Regions from separate parts of the Sus scrofa genome. Here regions 2 and 3 are each linked to region 1. Evidence: chromatin contacts called from public Hi-C data. All regions are on one chromosome and are shown on one strand. Each heading gives the region's core, a stretch centred on a gene start, on an enhancer-like site or on the middle of the called end of the contact. The rest is flanking DNA. Distances are from core to core; before and after follow the strand shown.

What was found. Hi-C and Micro-C count contacts between places; a contact is called where the count stands out from the background.
Region 2: a contact with region 1 is called in a Hi-C map of skeletal muscle, with 9 times the contacts expected there. The contact joins the promoter of TIMMDC1 here to the promoter of RABL3 in region 1. A contact is called at or near these places in 1 of 47 Hi-C or Micro-C datasets (skeletal muscle) and 1 of 2 datasets of contacts at active chromatin or transcription factors (skeletal muscle).
Region 3: a contact with region 1 is called in a Hi-C map of embryonic fibroblasts, with 1.6 times the contacts expected there. The contact joins the promoter of CD86 here to the promoter of RABL3 in region 1. A contact is called at or near these places in 1 of 47 Hi-C or Micro-C datasets (embryonic fibroblasts) and 1 of 2 datasets of contacts at active chromatin or transcription factors (alveolar macrophages).

What each region holds. Positions count from the first base shown.
Region 1 is chr13:139,607,649-139,611,309 of Sscrofa11.1, reverse strand. RABL3 (rab-like protein 3) reads right to left here and starts at 2,146. Exons shown (of 8, transcript XM_021070305.1): 1 at 1,633-2,146. The coding sequence starts at 1,678. GTF2E1 (general transcription factor IIE subunit 1) reads left to right here and starts at 1,827. Exons shown (of 5, transcript XM_021070303.1): 1 at 1,827-1,965.
Region 2 is chr13:140,757,351-140,761,187 of Sscrofa11.1, reverse strand. It overlaps TIMMDC1 (complex I assembly factor TIMMDC1, mitochondrial), which reads left to right and starts at 2,490. Exons shown (of 8, transcript XM_021070323.1): 1 at 2,490-2,621; 2 at 2,722-2,999. The coding sequence starts at 2,806.
Region 3 is chr13:138,462,124-138,466,009 of Sscrofa11.1, reverse strand. CD86 (CD86 molecule) reads left to right here and starts at 1,269. Exons shown (of 6, transcript NM_214222.1): 1 at 1,269-1,314. The coding sequence starts at 1,269.

The sequences.
Region 1 (3,661 bases), core at 897-3,396:
TTTGGGGGGGGGAGAATAAATCAACTAGTTTGAACAAAATGTAATGTGAAGAGATTGTTAGATGCAAAAGAAAAGGAATCATAAATGCGAGAGAGCACTCACTTTACATATGATCAAAAACTGTTAACTCTGGATTCCAGTTCTAAATCTTACTTGGTGATACTCTTTCAAAGTCCATTTAGACTAGCACTGCTTTCTTTATCTGTAAAACTGAGTGCTTTTATTAACTTCAACACCACTTCAAGCAAAAGAACTAAAGCTGACATAAATTAGATTATGTTCATAGAATTTCAAAGTGCAACTTTCTGAAGGGAGTATTAAATGCTCAGTAAAATATTTTGTAATTCAACTAATCTTCAGGCAATGTAAAAATGTTCTCAACCATCTCCTCTCCCCAACAACTTTATTGTTTGGTCGGGCTGTTTTTCAGGCTCTTTGGGGTCCTTAACACACCAAGCGAGGCCAGGGATGGAACCTGCAACCTCGATTCCTAGTCAGATTCTTTCCACTGCTCCATGAGGGGAACTCCTGTTCTCTTTAATCTTAATTGAAAACCTCTTATGTGCTGGGTTGTAAGAAATAGAAAAATTAAGATGAGGGTCATACTCATCTTAATGCTAAGCCCAGTTTACTCCTAGTGTTAAAATTATTTTGACACCTTGGACACTTGACAACTGGAACTGAAGTTTTCATTTCCCCCTTTCCACTTCACTCTCATTCTGTTTCTCATTATCTCCATTCCTAAGCTCTTTAAAAACTTGGAATAAATGGTAACTTTGCATTTCATAGATATGCTTTTCTGGAGTTGACTTTTGGATATTTGCTCTGATAGACATTGTGTCAGATGTTTGGAGCCATGAGCTGTGGTGTAGATCGCAGACCTGGCTGGGATTTGGCGTGGCTGTGGTGTGAGCCGGCAGCTGTAGCTCCGATCGATTGGACCCCTAGCCCGGGGAACCTCCATATACTCTGGGTGTGGCCCTAAAAAGCAAAAAAAAAAAAAAAAAAAAGAAGAAAAGATTAAAGAGAATAAAGAAAACAAGAAGCCCAGTTGAGCGTAAAAGATTACTACTACCTGCTATTTCACTAAATAATATAGGTTAGTGTTTTAAGCACACAGGCTCTCGGTTCAAACCAGTTCTGTCATTTACAGCCCTCCGCCTCTCTTTTCTCATCTGTAAAATGGGATAACGGGCCTGATCTCAGGATTGAGTCAATATATGCAAAGCACCTGGTACAGTTTCCTAAGCGCACGTTTGATTTCCTTAATTAACAAAATCTCTTAAAGGAAAGGTCCTAACTTTGTCTCAGCACGGCGTCTAATACCACACTCAGTATCCGCATATGTTTTAAAACAAAGGATCACTAAGCTGCGGTCATCTGGTAGACAGATGTAAAAACCTAAAAAAAACAGAGAAAGGCCCGGGCTCCGCGCCCCCAACACTTGCGAAGCCGCGGCTCGCTTAAACAGAGCAAAGTCCTCTGGGAAGTGTAGTCTTTGGGCCTTGAGAGGGATGTCAGCCCCCCGCCAGAGTCAGTTCATCCGCAGATGGGTGGAGAGGGAGTGAAAGGGGAGGATTTTCATATAACTCAAAAGTGTCGGGAGCCCCAAAGGTGGGTTAAGCGGCTCACCTGAGTCTCCCAACACCAGTACTTTCACCCGATCCAGGGACGCCATCTTGCCAGCTCCTTCCTGAGGTTAACGCCTATTCCGGGATTGAAGACCAATCAGAGCTGGGTATGGAGGGCCGAGTCTTCAATGCCATTGGCCAATCGGAATGTGACTGATTTGATTGAAGGCCTCACCGTGCTGATTGGCCTGCCTGGTTAAAAGTAGCGGGTGGTTTCTAAAACTGGTCGCAGGAATATGGCGTTTTCTTTGTCGCATAAGTGGCGTGGCTCGTTTAAGCCGGTAGTTGAGGCGCAGAGGGAAGCTGTAGTGGGAGTGTACGAGGATTCGCTTTGGTAAACCTTGTTCCCTGTTCCTTGTCCTCGGTTCCCTGGTTCGACGTCGCCTTTCAGGGTGTCTTCGTTGCTTTTTCCTTAGCTGTCCTCCTCCCCCTTACTCTTTTGAGTCGGTTCTCTGCTTGGTCCTCCAAAGAACCATTGACCCCGGAGCGGCCCATGTGCGACCTCGGGTAGGACTGGCTTGGCTGCGTCAAGTGTGGCCTCTGGACTCAGCTGGCAGAGTCCGAGGGAATTTAGGGCGTCGTGGTTGTCACAGTGGGGCGGAAACGAACATTTGGGAACGGGGCTGGTCCAGAGGTTTCGCGGTGATAATGCCACTTTATGTATGAAGCCGTGGAGACTATCGTGAAGTGTGGCTAACTGAGAAAAACCAGGTGGATGTATAGAATCCACGTTATTCCAGATTTGGAATAGTAATATATCGAAATCTAACAGAACTCCCCACGTCCACTTCTTCTTTCCCTTCATTTTGCAGTTTGCAGTCAGCAGAATCCTTTAAAATCGCTAATTTGGTGCTGTCACCTCCTGCTTAAAACCATTTGAAGTTTAAGAAGAGGGTTTTCAATACCCTACCTTTCTTTACTCTGGAAGCTGCAGTGGGGAAAGTGAATGGGGGGAGGTGAGGGCTAACAGGGTGGGCATGTTTGAAGAACACGTGCTGAGGAGACCTATTGAAAGTTTTATGGAAATACTTGACCAGCTGTTATCCATACTGGAAAATCAGTGGTGAACAAGATTAAGACCCTTGTCTCCGATGTAGACATTGAGAAAGTATAACTATTCACTGCCACCAAGAAGGGGAAAGAGCTATGGGAGCATGTGAAAGGGGGATGATTCTAAACTGCTAGGGAGAATCTGAGAAGGTGTCTCTGAGGAAATGTCATTTGAGATGTGAAAAATGATTAGGAGAAGGGACTTCGGCCTTTGTTGTGGGGGCGTGTGTAAAGGCTTGGAAGCAGAGAGCATGTGTGGCTCCTGGAATTGAGAGAATGCCATTGTGGCTGCAGATGAGGCTGAGGAGCCTAGACCCAGTACAGAGAGTGCATTCACTTTCAACTTTGTTCTTACAACTCTGCCTGGTGTTTGTGTGATTAGAATACATATGGTTTAAAAACAAAAGCAACTTGCTTTCAGGGGTCTGGGTTAGGTAGGGTAGGGTTGTAGGTGAGACTGATAGGTGACTGATGGACTGATAAGACTAAAAAGAAGAAACCAGACATGGCCCCCAAAGGTCACACACTCAAAAGTCTCCAGAGGCCAGCCAAGCTCCTTCCCTTTTTTAAAGTATCAATTGCTCTTCAGCTGAGTGTTTCCATGTGGGAATATGATCTCACTTTTTCCCTCAGATATTTCCACTTTTGAGAAGTAGCTGAAAATTAAAATTTATGTGATATCTCATGATTTTTATTTCATTAAAAAAAAAATGGGGGGTTTCCTATGGTGGCTCAGCAGAAAATGAACTCTACTGGTATCCATGAGGATGCAGGATCCGACTTTTGTTTTTTGTTTTTTTCCTTTTTTGGGGCCACACCTGCGGCTAGTGGACGTTCCCAGGCTGGGGGTGGAATCAGAGCTGCAGCTGCTGGCCTAACCACAGCAATGCCAGATTCATGCCTCGTCTGCCCCCTGTATTGCAGCTTGTGGGTCCTTAACCCCCTGAGCGAGTCCAGGGATCAAACCTGCATGGATATCC
Region 2 (3,837 bases), core at 1,241-3,740, 1.1 Mb before region 1:
GGAGTTCCCGTCGTGGCGCAGTGGTTAACGAATCCGACTAGGAACCATGAGGTTGCGGGTTCGGTCCCTGCCCTTGCTCAGTGGGTTGACGATCCGGCGTTGCCGTGAGCTGTGGTGTAGGTTGCAGACGCGGCTCGGGTCACGCGTTGCTGTGGCTCTGGCGTAGGCCGGTGGCTACAGCTCCGATTCGACCCCTAGCCTGGGAACCTCCATATGCCGCAGAAGCGGCCCAAAGAAATAGCAAAAAGACAAAAAAAAAAAAAAAAAAAAAAAAAGTGAGGCTTCAGGGAGTTCCTACTGTGGCACAGTGGGTTAAGAATCCAACTGCAGCATCTCAGTTTACTTTGGAAGCACAGGTTCAGTCCTCGGCCTGGTGCAGTGGGTTAAGGATCCAGTGTTGCAGCAGCTGCAGCACAGGCCACAGTTGTGGCTTGGATTTAGTCCCTAGCCTGGGAACTTACATATGCTGTGGGTGTGACATAAAATAAAATAAAAAAAAAAGGAGGCTTCAGTTACCCAAAAAAGAAGGGAGCTATGGAGTTAATAAAATTTGTCTGTTATTATATCCTCATTTGTATCTACAAGGTAGAGAATTTGGGACATTTGACTTGTATATGAATGATTTCATATCTGCCCAACACTCCCATCCTCCAATTCAAAGTCCTTCTCATCCCAGAATGATTCTGATGTCATCTCAAGCATTTAGATTTTCCACATGAAGACTAGAGAGCCTGCACAGCCATTTCCTTGGGCTTTCAGACCTAAAGATTTTAGTCTGGTGCCTACCTCTGCCTATATGGGATAAACGGCAACCTGGAGTCAGAGCCAGGAGTCAGGGGATCTGAATTTTTCATTCGACAACCTATGTGCCAGTCATGGTAGGTACTGGAGACACAGATGAATAAACATAGTCTCTTGACCTCAAAGTTAGTCTATTGAGACACATAGCAAAGAGGAAATCATGATGCAATGTAGTAAGTGCTCTGATGGGAACTGAATCTAATCCTCTCTCCCAGACACTAGAGAGCTCTTCCTGGCACTGTGATTAGACTAACTCAGCTAGTCACTCTATCAGTCACTTCTCTGGACCATATCTAGAGACTTCCAGCTATCAAATTCTGGAATTCTCTTTACTGTATCCTACTAAAGATTGTAATTATTTTGAATTATTCCTAGAAAGGAATAAATGATGGGTAGGAATTGGCGAAGACAATGTGTATGATTCCTAGCAAAGATCAGATGAAATTACACAAATCAGGAGTTCCCTTCATGTCTCAGGGGTTAACGGACCCAATTAGGATCCATGAGGATGTGGTTCTACCCCTGGCCTGGCTCAGTGTTGGTGATCCTGCATTGCCCTGCCTTGTAGTGTAGGTCGAAGACCTGGCTCGGATCCTTCGTTGCAGTGGCTGTGGCTTAAGCCAGCAGCTGTAGCTTGGATTTGACCCCTAGTCTGGGAACTAACATATGCTGCAGATGCAGCCCTAAAAAAAGGCAAAAAAAAAAAAAAAAAAAGAAACACAAATCAGTTTAAAAATACTTAACATGCGAGCTGTCTTGTTTTTGTTGTTGTTTTTGGCCGAGGTGGCATATGGGGTTCCAGGGCTGGGGATCAGATCCGAGTACCTAAACCATAGCTAAGGAACCAGGCAGGGATAGAACCAGGCTCCCAAGTGCTGCCAAGACACCGCGGATCCTGTTGTGCCACAGTGGGAATTCCTTCATAAGCGTGCATTTTAATAAAATTATACTTTGAAGCATATGATAGCAGAGGCTGTAGTGACAGGAAATTATTGCTGGACTACCAAGCAAACATCTGAGAGAAAGTGTCCTGCCTTTTAAGAAAGAGTAGTTATATGAACCAAGGTGAATAAAACCCATCTTGTGAAGCCCTGAACCGATTCTTCTACATAAAAATGTTCTGGAAATCTGGGTGTAACTGGCAACAAGACCCCTCTTAAAAGCCTCCTAACTTTCTGAAATCGAGAATAGACCTCGCCCAACCTCAGAGGTTTCCCGAGCTATGACAGGGTGGGTTGGGCTTGTAGTTCTGCAAACTGCCTTCCCCTTTCTGTACCCCATTTGTGTTGAACACTGCACTTTCTTCATCTACATTCCTGCTTTTTAAAATAAGCTAACTTCAAACTATTGCATTTGGAGTAGATAAGCAATGAGATCCTGCTATATAGCACAGGGAACTGTATCGAGTCACTTGTGATGGAACATCATAGAGGATAATGTGAGAAAAAGCCTATGTATGACTGGGTAATTATGCTTTACACTAGAAATTGTCAGAACACTGTAAATCAACTATAATGGAAAAATAAAAATTACATAAAAAATAAAATACGCTAACCTACTTCAGCTAATGACCCGGTCTGGTTGCCTGGAAACTGCCCCACACAGTTTCACTGGCGCAGGAGGCGGGGGCCAGACGGTGCAGAGAGCTGTTACACGCCGCCAGCTCACTTCCGGCGAGTCAGCTTGCCACCTCTAAGATCCGTCCCACCTCAAACCGGAAGTGCTTCCGGCTCCGGCTCCGCCCTCGCCCAGCCCAGTAGCCTTTGCCCTGGTTGGGGCGGGACTTCCTGTCTCGTGTGTCCAAGGGCTTCCAAAGTGAGGTTAGTCTGGGAGTGCAGGTCTGTCACGGTGTGTGGCTACCGCTACGGCCGCGAATTTGCTAGAGCGTAGTGTACCAGTATTCGTCACTTATTCTTGCAGTTATCTTCGCTCTTCTCCCACGGCGCCTCCCGGAGACCTTGGGGCCCTGAGCGCCCAAGCTGTCCGGCAGGTTCTGAGGAGACCATGGAGGTGCGGCCGCCGGCTCCACGGAGCTTGCTCTGCAGGGCGCTGAATCCTTTCCCTCGGGTCTTTGCTGCTGGAGCTGTGGCCACCGATTCCAAGGGTCTTGCGGAGGACCTTAAGCTGCCTTCCTGCGTCCCGGAAGCCCGATACCCGGAATCCGGATGGGACCGACTCCGGGAGCTGTTTGTCAAAGAGTAAAAGTGCCTACGGTCTGTGGGGAGGGGCTACGAAGGAGGTGACCTGAAACCTGGGTCATCCGGGATGAAGGACCCCAGGGTGGTGTGATTTATTTTTAAACGGAATTTTGGGTTCTAGTGCTTGTACTCCAAGCTTGTATCCTAACATAGCGGCTAGGTGGTTCTTATGATTGACAGGCCGGTTTTCAGGTGGTAAAGGTGAGCCTCATTGAATGTCAGAGCTTTTAGGGATATTTAGGGAGTAGAGTCTTAGTGTAATTACCTCGATTTTACAGATTAGAAGAATTGGGCCAAGGTACTTGGTGACGCGAGAACCCACATCTGCAGGACTGCAATATTCCTTTTCTTATATAACTTGATCCCAAATTTTGATAGTTTATGACCAATAGCCCTCCTCCCCGGCGCAAAAATGGAAGTTCAGAGATAGCAGAAAGAGTTGTAAAATTTTTATTCTGCTAAATAAGGAATATATAAAAAATAGTAGCAACTATTGTCTCATCATTTTATAAAGAAATTAGCTGGATTCACAAATAAGGATGTTTCAGAATAAAAGAAATAACCCTTTAAATTGAATTAACTTTAATGGAAAACTCACGATAATTAATTTCATCATTGTTTCGTTCATCAATTACTGGTAAAAAGTTTGCCCTTTTATGAAGTACTTTACTATATACTATACTGTGTTATCAACATTGGTTAAATTAACGTCGAAGCTTTATTATGTTGCTGAGATAGTTCAGGCAGGGGAGCTGGTGGAATTGTATTAATTACTTTATTTAGGTTTCATCATCTTTGTTTTAAAGATAAGCCGCCCTTCTTATTGGTCCTTCCAAAA
Region 3 (3,886 bases), core at 20-2,519, 1.1 Mb after region 1:
CTTAACCCACTGAGTGAGGCCAGGGATTGAACCCACGACTTCATGGTTCCTAGTCGGATTTGTTTCCACTGCACCACCACGGGAACTCCCAGGACTGGTTTGTTTTTAATCTCATGCCAGATCTATAAATTAACTCACCCATCAGCTTTTCCTTTTCACTCTGTTAAAAAGCTACAAGCCAAACTTGTGATCCACATTGAGCAAGGTGGGTAGATTTCTGTGGCAAATATTTAGCACCGGCCTTGCACTAGGCTCTGTTTTGTGTCCCTTCATTTGGTTTGTAATGTTGATCATCTTTCCTATTCTGTGCTTCTCCGTAAGGCACTCTATGGCCTTTTTGGTCTAAGTCAGAGTAAGTGGATGAATGAAGAAAGATGGAGGGCAAGAGAAGAAAGAGAGGATGGAGGTTACAAAGCAATGCCCATCATTTTCCTTGGCTCCATCACATGGATTAAGTGAACCATCTGGTGCAGTGGTTCTCCAAGTGGGGTCTTGGGCCAGTGCCATCATTATCCCCTGTGAGTTTGTCAGACATGAGTTTTACTGACGCTACGAAATCGGAATTCTGTGGACAAGGCCCAGGAAATTGCTTTCACATGCCTTCCCAAGATGATTTTTGAGCACATTAGTTTGAAAATTTCAGGAATGTCAAAAAAAAAGTTTATTTCTATGCATAAATACTACAGGTTGGCTCTGTAGTTCAGGGGTTAGAGTACCAGTCTTGAAAACACAAATATTTTCAGTGTGGCCCCCACCCCTTGCTCATTGACTAGTTAAGATAAATAATGCTACAAACTGCAGTAAATAACCCATCAAAGTTTATAAGCTTAACACAATAAAAGTTTTTTTTTTTTTTTTGTGGGGCGGTGTCAAGAGCTGCTTTATTAATTTCTTCAGCAAACTAGCTTTGCCATCTTCTAAGCCCCTGGACCCCTCCTCTGGGTCTGTTGCACCCAAGAAAGCAGGGAGAGGAGGCAAGAGGGAGGAGGCCTTAGCCTGGGATCTGGAAATAACACCCATCATCTCTGCTCACAATCTGACTGGCCAAAACTCAGTCACATGGCCCACCAAACTTCCAGCAGGGTGGGGGTAGTTCTAGGAAGTAGGGCGTGTCTGTGGGGCCAGAAGGAAAAGAAAATGGGTTTGGTGAGTACAGAGTACGATCTCTGCCACACCCGTGGACCTCAGTGAATTTGAGACTCCATTTGTCCTATTTTGGTTTCGGTTTCATTTCCTAATCAAGGTTTTCTTTTTTTACCTCCAGCACTATGGGACTGAGAAACATTCTCGTTGGGATGGTCCTCCTGCTCTCTGGTAAGCACTCTTTGGCTTTGTAAAATCCTAGAATCCTCCCACTGTCTCCCGACCAGCCTGACTTGCAAGCTGGGGGCTTGAGACTTGGTGGGTTTTACTCGTTTTCCTCCCTTGCTACCATTCACAACACCACACCCAAGAAAGACCTTTCTGGGGAAGGAAGCATGGCGACTGAGAACGAGTATCTCGGCTGATGGCAGGCCCGACCTGAGAGGGAGTCCTACCCCTTCTGTGCGTCCTCCTCCTCTGACAGCTCACACCCGTGCTTCTGGATGCACCAAGGAGGGTAGACGGGCCTGTCTGGGGTGCCTGGGGAGCTGGGGGAAGGCCCCTACTCTGATATGCCTGAGGTTTCTTCTGCTCCTCTGCGCCCATTTCTGACATTCTCGGGCTTTTAGGAAATAGCTGACGGGCTTCTAAAAGTTTCCTTCCAGTAGGGACCAGTGGTTTCCTTGTTCCCTACCTTCCCCCTCCTCCCTGTTGCCCTCTCCACCAGCCTGTGCCTATAGATGATAGATGGCACTGCTTCCTGGGAGGATCAAGAAACCCAGCCCTGCTACCACCTGCTCTGTGACCCTCAGCTAATCACATTGGCTGATTTACATGAAGCCAAGGGGCTCCTCATTTGCTTAGCTGTTTCCAAGCCCTTCTAGGACCCCAGGTGGGACCCTAACAGTGTGGCCACGTGTCTCAAGCCTTGGTAATATTTTCATACGGAAGTTGTTTTAACCGCAAGTAGTTAAGGCCACTGTCTCTCTCCACTGCGACATTTCTCTCCATCGCATTCTCCCCGTTAAGTGACCAAGTTGTGGCCATGGGCATTTTATTTTGCGTTCTGGATTCTTTTTTCTTAAAAGAGACTTTCCCACCGAAAGATATTTTAGAAGTGTCAGGCCTCACAAAACTCAGATCTTCCCTGTTTGCTGCTTTTGTCTAAGTTTCAGTTTCTTCACCTGTAAACTGGGGTTAGTCAAGGTTCCTGCCACTCATCCTCTGACTGGGAGCCTTTAGTTTTTCCCGGCTCACCCCTCCTGCTGCTTGGCTTTCCCTACCCTCAGCACTGAGAGGTAAGGTACCTGGTCTGGTCCAGGTGTGCAGCAAATGGGGAGGGGAGCCGAGCCTACAGCAGTGCACTGACAGCCCCTGACTAACTAGCCGGGCCATGACTTCACCTCCCCCTGATGGCCACACACCAAACCCTTGGCCACTGTTCTCATCCCTGCTGTGGGTGACAGGAGTCAGGACACTCCCTCAGATCGATGCTGGCTGGGACAGGCCTTTTGTGATGTGTTTTCTGCTTAGCACCATGGAGCTTGTTGAATCTGTGCTATAGATGTGCTAACGGGCCACTTCATCACTTCACTGACTTAATAGGTGCTTCCACTTTCCAGGGCTCCTGGAAGGGCTCTTGCTACCTTAGCTCTTGGGGAGGTAGAAGGTATATGTAAGCAAGAGCACCAGAGAAAGGGGAGAATATAAAACTTTGGAGAACTTTTTTACCCAGCAGGAACCCCTTCCCAGTCCATGTACTATTTTATTTATTTGACACATACATAAAATAGCACTTACTGTTCTAAGCATTTCATAAATATTAACTCCCTTAAACATTATCATAACTCTCTGCTTTGGTCTTGTTATGACTCCCCATTTTTACAGATGTGCAAATGAAAGCCCAGAGAGGTTAAGTAATTTGCATAAGACAATACTGCTAAGAAGAAGCACAGCTTAGATTCACAGCCAACAGTATAGATTCACTTCACCTTGACCTTATGCTATTTCTCTAAGTCTGGCCAGGGAACTATCCATAGTACATAGGATTTGTTCCTTGGGGACCCAAACAACTTTGGTGGATAATGTGACTTAATGCCTCAGCCAAGTTCACAAGTTCCCCACCAGGTACATCCCTCCAGCTTTCCTGCAGCTGACACCTCAGCTATCCCTACAGCCTGAGCCTGAGCCCTTCTTATCAGAGTGACCAGCCCAGTTCTTAGGACTGGGGAGAGAAGAAAGAAAAATGACCTGGAGACAAATTTTCAGAAAAGTCTGAATTAAGATACCATCTTTCCCCACCCCAGCGAACTTTCTGACTCCCGCATGAAAAGTGAGAGTAAAGTTGTGAGACCTTATCAAAACTGAATGCAGGTGTCACTTTTACCCTTGTCTTGAGTTTGAAACTGGATACTTCCTAAATTCTGAAAAGAGAGTTATTAATATTGTAACTTTAACTCACCACCACCACCACCAACAAAACAGATTCCGTTCTTTTTTAAAGGATGAAAAAGAGTCCATTTGAATTTTAGCTTTCTTCTCTGGGCACACCCCTGTTTACTGGGCTGAGCAGTGACCTGCCCATAGATAGGCATCCAAAGGGTGAAAGGAGACGCAATCAGCCCAGATAATCCACAGCAAAAATGCAGGGCTGCCTAACTCATTTGACAGCAGAGATAAAACAGTACAGAGAAATAATTCTGTTTCTCCCCCCCCCCATATGTTTTGTGTCCTCCCCTAGTCATGGAAATGAGACATTGCTGTTGTTGGCTCTGCCCAGGAGGTGAAAATTGGATGAGAGTTA